Linked DNA regions of Zea mays: region 2 is linked to region 1. The links are chromatin contacts, called in public Hi-C maps. All regions are on one chromosome and are shown on one strand. The core of a region is the stretch at or near the end of the contact, and the rest is flanking DNA. Distances in the headings are between cores, read along the strand shown.

The links. Hi-C and Micro-C count contacts between places; a contact is called where the count stands out from the background.
Region 2: a Hi-C map of ear shows a contact between it and region 1, with 2.7 times the contacts expected there. The contact joins the enhancer-like site here to the promoter of LOC100282274 in region 1. A contact is called at or near these places in 5 of 25 Hi-C or Micro-C datasets (bundle sheath, ear, endosperm and 2 more).

What each region holds. Positions count from the first base shown.
Region 1 is chr4:146,396,919-146,401,557 of Zm-B73-REFERENCE-NAM-5.0, reverse strand. LOC100282274 (enzyme of the cupin superfamily) reads right to left here and starts at 1,515. Exons shown (of 2, transcript NM_001155186.2): 1 at 1,250-1,515; 2 at 564-1,144. The coding sequence starts at 1,374. The coding sequence ends at 934.
Region 2 is chr4:146,512,261-146,516,619 of Zm-B73-REFERENCE-NAM-5.0, reverse strand. LOC103653786 (a long non-coding RNA gene) reads right to left here. Exons shown (of 10, transcript XR_002750540.1): 6 at 4,324-4,359; 7 at 4,116-4,161; 8 at 3,168-3,865; 9 at 2,358-2,984; 10 at 1,946-2,223. Among protein-coding and RNA genes, the nearest start is that of LOC103653786, 6.7 kb to the right of the region's middle. Within about 2 kb of position 1,714, at least 18 of the 20 cell types and tissues checked have an H3K27ac peak or open chromatin away from gene starts, as enhancers often do. A contact at or near this core is called in bundle sheath, ear, endosperm and 2 more, where this site is marked.

The sequences.
Region 1 (4,639 bases), core at 266-2,765:
TTTTTGCTTTTTACATGACATCCTATATTTATATGTCTATTGAACAGTGCATCAAATTCATATCTTTCCGCCGGAATCCAATTAGAAAATATCACAATATGATTCACGTTATAAAAAACGTAAGAAATCGAAAATTTAACTCAGGTATGTTTCATGATATATTCATTATCTTATTACAATGCAAAAGTATTATATATTGTTTAACAATTATTACAATATTAATATTAAAAATTATATTATTTTGTCTAAAGATAGGTCTTATTTTAGTTTTTTGTATAGTGCCACAAAAAATTTCCGGCACGGCCATATCTCTGTATACTATTTAGAGACATGAGAAACATATTCAATTAATGTAAACACGAGATCAATAGTATCTAATGAAATTTACTCTTTGTTTGACCAACGCTGCAATTGGTCAGATTTTCCGAATACTCTCTCATAAATTAAAATTCATTTTAGATAATTAATAGATTAATACAATACTTAATATATATGTTTATATATATCTATATCTATTTTTATTTATATAATATAGACATAAAAAACAAGAAAAAACAAGAGATAAAATGACTACTATTTTAAGATAGAGGTATTATTAAAAAAAACAACGCAGGCCAAGGGCGCTGGTCAAAGAAGCATCCAAGATGGATTGCACTCGGACGAATAAACAAGGGGTACTTTGAACAGCCCCTGCATTGACCGGGTTTCTTTTTTCAGTTGCCGGATGAATATCTACTGGCCTACGCGCTACGCTACGCGGGAGCTAGATGCGCTGCATCCCTCCCAGTTTTTTTACACGACAGAGAAGGCTATGGGCTATATGTAACCAAATTAGCTAGGAAATTAAGCTAATCATCACAATTAAGCGAGCAGCCGAACCAATAATCGGGACCAAATCAGCGGAGCCGGGCCGGGAGCGATGTGCGTCAGCCGTCAGGACGAGTCGAACTTGTAGTACTTGTCGACGGCGGCGGCGACGTCCCAGGTGCAGCTGAGCCCCTTGGGGAAGACGACGAGGTCGCCGGCGCCGAACTCCACGCACTCCGACGACCCCTTGATGTGCGCCCGCACCTTGCCCTTGAGCAGGTAGCACGTCTGCCGCGCGTCGAACTTCACCGGGAACTTCCCCGGCGGGCAACCCCACCTGCACACGCACGGCAGCAGTTACATACGCCACGGCGATCAGGAGCTGGGGACGAGAAACCAAGAAGTAAACTAGCGGGCAGTGATCGGCGGCAGCGGTGCTCACTTGGGCCAAGACCTGACGCCGAGCTGCTGCAGGCGCGACTCCGGCGGGTTGCGCTCGACGGCGATGGAGAGGCCGCCGCCAAGAGGGTCGGTGTCCATGCTGTCCGGTTTCGAGCCCGAGGCCATGGGCGGGCGTGGCAGCGCGCTACAGCCTGGAGGAGATCGACGGAGAATGGTAGCTCGGGAGGAGGAGCAACAGCTCGCAGTTATGGAGAGGCTGCGTAAGTTTGGTAGGCGTTGAGGCTGAAGTGAGGTGAGGAGTTCTGGTAGTGGGGGGAAGGAGGGTCCGAGGGCAGTTGGGAGCGGAAGCTTTTCCGGCTGACGCCTGTAATAAACCGGAGAGCAATAATAAAAAGCGTGACAAATATTTTATTATTTTCTTTTATGCATGTGCCATGTGCATAAGATTAGACTTTGGGATGCTTGATAATGTGTGGGTAAATGATCAGCGCTTAGGAATGGATAATTAGTTCACAAAATACTTCCTCCGTACTCAAACACAAGGAATCGAAGTTTGTTCCGAGTGAAACTTAGGTCTCTATAGAGTAAATTGTTAACCAGCTAATAAGTTGTTAGTTAGCCGGCTAACTAAATAGTTAGGGGTGTTTCAAACCTAAAGCTAATAGATTGTTATGAGCTAAATGTAATTGCTGCCATTGTCTCTTTCTCTTTGTTTTTGAATCATATTTCTATCCAGTATGCTACTATTGCTATGAATATTTGGGAAATAAAAAATTTCAAATAAAAAAATAAAATATTATAAATAGTATATAATTTTTTTTTAAAAATACCACACAAGTGGGTTCCACAAACTTAAATTTCATACAAAATAAATAAATTGTTCAACACAAACCGACGGGCAGTGCACCTAGCTAGGTCAAGAGCCAGGGCAGGAGAAGCTCAGAGAAAGACTGACTTCTTTGTAAGGGAAAAATCGACGGTTAGGTAGAAAGTGCCAGAGATAATTCGATCATCAACTACCTATTAGCTGATTTGTCTAGATTAGAACAGTTAACAACTAATGGCTATTTGGGATATAGCTAACAAACAGTCGGTCCATTAGTTGACCCATTCTAAACCACTCAACTAATATTAGCCGCTAACTATTAGTTTTAGAGATTTAGAACATAGCCTAATTTAAATAAATTTATAGAGAAGATGGTTAATATCTAACATATCAAATAGATCACTTATGACAATGTATTTCATAATGTATTGAATAACAATGCTAATTTGATATTTTTATTATTGTTATTATTATCTATAAACTTGGTCAAATTTATGATGATTTGATTTAGGATGAAATTTAATCTCTTATAATTCTTGGTATATCTTAATATATCAGTTTAAACTTTACCAAAAAATAGCAAATTAAAGCATATGTATTTATTAACCCAAAAATATTATAGTAAAAAACCAATTGATGACTAGTGTTGACTATAGCAACATTAGTAATCACGAAAATAGAGTATCGCGTTGTTGAGTCTTGGAAAACCAATAGATGTATACTCAAATAAACTGGTATCCAACTAAGACATTGTTTGACACACTTTATTCACAAATTTAAGCAGAAGTTGTACTAACAGATGTTTCTACAATAATTTATTAGTCTAGTTACTTCTTGTGATGAATTAAAAACTAGCAATAAGGAGCTACATTATTTTTCAACAAGCAGCATATATGCCAAACACTACCTAACACTGGCGAGTAATATTGGTTATTATGGTTGCTCGTTAATGGCGAAAACACCACAATAGTCAACATTAAGCAGAAGCTTGGGGTTTCTATAGCACCTATGGAGTGTTTGGTTTGGTGAAACAAGCTACTATAGTTCATCCATTATGGATTCATTCGTTAATTTTAGTTAGAATGGCTTTGCTCTCATAGTAGTACTAGTAATTATTAGTTTGCGATGAATGAGGTAATGAAAGATTAACCATCTTGTTTTGCAAATAAAACTGAGAAATGAAATGATGATAGACTGCCTCGTTGCATAAACTAGATTAAACACCTCGCTAAAAGAAAGGATGTGCATTGTGTCCTAAGGTTTAAAATAGCGGGCTATAGCTCAACTATAGCCTTTTGGAAGACATAAAGCTATGATATTTCACTTTTGGACGCTATTCAGCTACAACCCCTATAGCCTAATTTAGCTTCGCTGAATGCCGTAGCTTTAGCGAAATAGCCACACTATTTCTATTTTTCATGGCGGGCCAAAAAATTAATGAATGTAATAAAGAAGGATGAGGAAACTCAATGATATTAATGAATGTAATGAAGATCAACCTGAACTTGCTTCATACATAACAATCCGAACTCGCTTTATACACAATAAGATGATGCACATGATATTGACATGGATCAATAGTCTTCAAGTGCTCATTCTTCTTATTCAGATGACTCTATGTTTGATCAATAGATTGCACTAGTAAGTTTTTTTTGTATGTACTAAATCATGATATTGTGTTGCTATTATGTTAGCGAGATGATAAATTCTTTACTACTCTAGTATTTTAGAACTAAGTAAACTTATTAATTACATGTTGTGTAGCTACCTAGCTAGTGGCTAACTATGTTACTAAAGTGCTAAACACTTGAATTCCATGAATCATGTATTGTGTAATATCCCTAGCCTCTTAGAGCCTTGGAAACATATTGGTCTTAGCCAAATATCTTGACTTCCATATTTTTACAAAAAAATACATATTTTTATTTTTTTATAAATCTGATATTTGTTCTAACTGCGTTATAGATGCGCAATAGCCTTGTAGCCTCAAAAACATTATGCCCCTAGACCACTATTTTAAACCTTGTTATGTCCCATTCTACCAAGGAACAAATAAGTCATTTTGAAAATAAGCAAATATGTAGACCCCCAATTCACGAAGGAGATTTTGACAGTTATAAACCTATATAATTTTTTCTATGTGACCCTTCGGAATAGAGGATCGACTATCTTGAAACCCTACAACAAGGCTATATAATGGCTCAATTCATACAAAATTGGGAGGAAATATAACACAATGTCCAATTTTTTTGAAAAGGTTCTCTTATGCCTATTCCTCTCTTCTAGTTCATGAGTTTCTCTAGTGATGTATTCAAATGCTACTTTAGAGAATCTCCTGTGTTTTAAATCTTTGAAGAATTACAAATGATGAATCCTATGTTTTGGACATCCCATGTTCGAAAGAGCACACTAAGTATCTTTATGTCTTCTTGGTCGATGAACTTATCAAATTCATTGATAAAACGGACATTAGGGCGTGTATAACCTAGAGACACCGGAATGTTTTTTAAGTACAAGAGATAGTTAAGAGATTGCATGATACAACTTTGAGACTTTAGATCATAAATACAGTTAAGAGACAATATGTATGGAGAGTCGTGTAGC
Region 2 (4,359 bases), core at 465-2,964, 110 kb before region 1:
ATTTTTAAATTATAGGAACAACTCTCCAACCACTATCAATTACTATACTCATCGCTCTATCATTTTTCACTTTATTTTGAATCAAATTTACATGTTTTGTGAATGGTGAAATTCGAACTCACAACCACTCTCTCGCACATACCCTACTCTACCACTATACTAATACATCAATTGTGTCTATATTACGTTTTCATTTCTCGTGTATTATAACAAACTGAGGGTAATTTGATTATTTGAGACACTAAATGAATTCATTTGAAAATGTGATCAACTATAAACTTGCATAACTTCTCAAGATCTACAAGTTCTATTTTGATAGTTTCTACATCCGAGACCGTTTACAAAATTTGAATTTTAAATTTGAAAACTTCACATGAATTTTAATGATAAGATGATTTAAAATCAAAAAATTGTCAATTATAAAGTTTTATTATATTTCAAGACCTACTGGTGGTTTTTCCATCCGAGATATTTTAAATAATTCAAATTTTAAAATTCAAACATAGTTTTGCATGACAAGATGATATATGAAAACCAAGGAATAAATAATGTTGGATATGAATTATGTCAACACTATAGCAATAGAGAAACCAAATTTAGAGTACGTTGATGGAGAAGATATAGATCATATAGAGAATATTTCTTTAGGAGCGAAATTTAAAGAACGTTGCTGAGACAACAACTAGTGCTAGTAATTGGGTCGGGCCGGACGTCCCAAGCCCATCGTTCTTCGGGGCAAACGGGCTTGGCCAAGAAGGCCTAAAAGACTTTTAGGTCGTGCCATGCTAGTCCAAATAGTAGAAACAGTAGCCTAATTCGGCTCTAAAGCACGTCGTGACTTCGTTGGACCGTGCCGACCTAAGCCCGACCAATATATTTAAACCACATAAAATTAAGATATTACAACCATATAAAGTTTATAATTTATTAAACTAAAGATATTAAATAATGCTAGTATCATTTGACCACGTAGAGTCTAAATATTATAACAATATAAAGTTTATAGCTTACTAAATTAAAGAAATTAAACAATATAAACTTCATTGAACGGTAACGTTTAAGACCGACACATGTGTGTGGGTCATACGAGGAGCCCGACGGAACGAAATTTAAGACCCGCCGTAGGCCCGTCCTCAAGCCGTGCTGTCAGACACATATTATTTTATATCGGGTCGTACTTTAGACTCATGTTTTTGAACCGTGGTGAAAAAAAAACCCAGCCATGTTTCCGGCACTGGTCCTAAAGACCGATAAGGTCAGTCGATGCGGAACACGACGGTCTGGAGGCAATGCAAGCAACCGAACGACGCGTCGACGGGCTTCACGGGTCCCCTTGCCTCCGTCACTGGCGGCGTCGCCGATATGACCCTGACCACGTCCTCCTCCCCGCGCTTCTGGTTGGCGGGCTAGTGCCCAAGGCGGAGGAGGCGTACAGTCCAGGGGCGACTCTCACAACATCATTTTGCTGCGAGGAATGCCTCCTCCGCTACAGTCTCGGCAGATGCTCGTGGTCGATCTGCGCGGCGTCAGCGAGAACAAGTCCGGCGTCTTCTTGATCGTTTGACCGGCACGCTGGCTTTTATGGCTTGGCGGCAGGGACTTTGATTTCGGTTCCGGTTCGAACGCGGAAGCGAGGACGTGGGCCGTACGTCAGAAGGCCGAGCGCGTATTGGACCGCGACGCGGCAATCGCACGGTCAATTTGTTCCAAGGCCTGACGTGCTGGGTTGGCGAGGCCGAGCCGGGCCCGACCGTTCCTTTGGGGCCGACGGGCGAGGTGGGCTGGTTAGAGCCCAGCGGTCAGTTGTTATTAATCATTAACTAGATGTGTGCCCGTGCGTTGCTACGGAGTAAACATGCTATAATAAGATATATTGAGATGCAGAAGCATTAATTATCATTCAATGTTTTTGTTAGCATCTTTTTAAAGGTTAAGAATGTTTACATAACTATAATTTTATCTTTATTAATGAAGATAAAATCCATAAAAACATTTCGTGATAATTTGCTTTTCATGATAGGACAACGCTAGAGACATTGACCTAGAGTCCTCACATCGTCATCTCGATGTTGAGGCTAGGTATAGCCAAAGACGTCGGATAGGAGGTCCGAGACTTCGAGAGCCTATCGTGGAGGTCTATGATCTTAAAGAGTTTCTAGGTGGGCGACCGATGTTGATGGCCTCGGCGAAGCTGAAGAGGTGCAGCGCGGCGCCATTGATGGCCTTGGCGAAGGGGGTGTGAAGAACAAAAATACCAAGCATCACAATACTTGTTGAGCTTTGAAACCAATTTACACGATAAGTTGAGCTTCAAATAGAATGTCCTTCTTGAATGTAAAGTAAACATAAGAACATACCTGAGAACGATGTCCTTCTCGGCTTTACTAATATCTTTGTGCTTCTGAACATCGCAATTCATACAATACAAGGAAAATATATTAATTGGAGTTTGACAAAAGAAAAACCAAATATCTCAACAGCATTCATCAGACAGTGAAAACATATCCACTATTGCAAATGGAACCTAAATTTTTTCTTTTAAACAAGCAACAGTAAATTTAGTACTACACGAAGCAAAAGGAGCAGTTGCTACAATACAAATAGTCAAATACTATGAGGAATTGTTAATATCACAAGATACATGACTATTTCAGATCATAACTATTTCAGCAAGTTTTACCTCTAGCAGCTCACACCTCATAGATTATTTGCAACATAGAAGTTACAGTTCCTATCTTCCAAATCATACCAGTTCATAGAGTTTGATACGCTTCAAGGCTTGCATTAACAAAAATAATAAACTGGTACTGCTCAAAATCCAAATCTATGAGATCGCAAACATATGTATGACAAGCAATATATTTAGAGAGCAAAAACCACAGAGTGGAACTAAATGTTACTCCCAACTGAAGGATTCCAGGGATGGCATGCTTTCGGCGCGATCTCAAAGTTTGCTTGCGCTCGGGGATGATCCATGTGAGCCCCTGAGAAGAGTTGAAGCAAGCATAAGCAAAGTGGCAACTCCTAGGCCTCATATCATATCGATTAGCTAAAGAAGCTGTGATACAGAACAACAAACATATATATGACAAGCAATATATTCTAAGAGCAAAAACCACACAAATCTGCATTTTGTAAGCACAGCTCAAACTGAATCATTAACATACCACACCTTGGACATCGAAGATGGTAGTGGAGTCAATATGCCTCTTAGCAGCTAATGTGCAGGCAGAGAACCTCTCCCTAAAAGCTCTCTCAAACTCCAGGACACCTTCCCTGGCCTCTCTATGTACATCGGCCGGCCTTCACAGTCCACACCATGTAGCCCCGAGGATAGTAAACAACACATCATCCAATCCTCAAAAACAAAATCATGAACGCATATTCTAAATGCATAGAACCACAACAGATTATTTTAGTATACCAAACAATTGATTAGTATCTCCCAAGTACTACTCACGATCCAGACTTGGTAGTGGTCACCATCCACAAGAAATTTCGCTTAAAATTTTATAAATTGGATCACATATCAATGTACTATGAATGTATGTAGAAAAGAAAGAAGCGAGCGAGTTTGAAATGCCGTGAGATAAGTTCTTGCAATATATTGCAGCAGCTTTTCTCAGCTTCCAAGTCTCTTTCTAGCTACTGCCTAGAACCCAAACAATTTAGCCTATCAGCTTTCTCCAAAAGCACATATATAAAGACGAAACACGCACCAAATTAACAGTGGCTATAAGAGAAATTTCTGAATCAACAATATAATTCTCTAGAAAGATCTTTGTTCTAGTCGATGGCCTGCAGAATAGCAATACAATGACCTGAAAGATATGGATCAGTGGTGGTAGAGTAGCGGGCATGCTACCTGAAAAACAGAGTAAAGTCACATGTCAATGTGGTAGCGTTTGTAACACCTTTTAAAATTCATCTGGCTTTGGTGTAATAGAACAATGAGATGGGAATGCGAGTGGGAGGAAGTAGACTAAGCAGGACTTGAGTTTCATTGATCATGCCTAAAACATTACTATATGTGCCTAATAATAACATAAAACACAAGATGTTTTTATGAAAATAGCAAAGCAAGGCTAGAGAAATACTGCTGCTAAAGTAATCACCTGATCCCGGGTTGATGTTTGGTTTGATTCGTCCGTAAGAATACTACTGTAAAAGATAAAAAGACAAGACTTATAGTGGAGTCGAGGATGCCAACACTTTTGGAAGCAACCAATTGCAATAAGTCAGAGAGCAAATGTTTTCAAAGAAAATGTCATTGAAAGCAAGAAAAACATTAAACTTGTGATGACTTAAGACAGAGAGACTGACCTACAGGGTGTAGACTGTAGTGAGGAAATTTAGTCA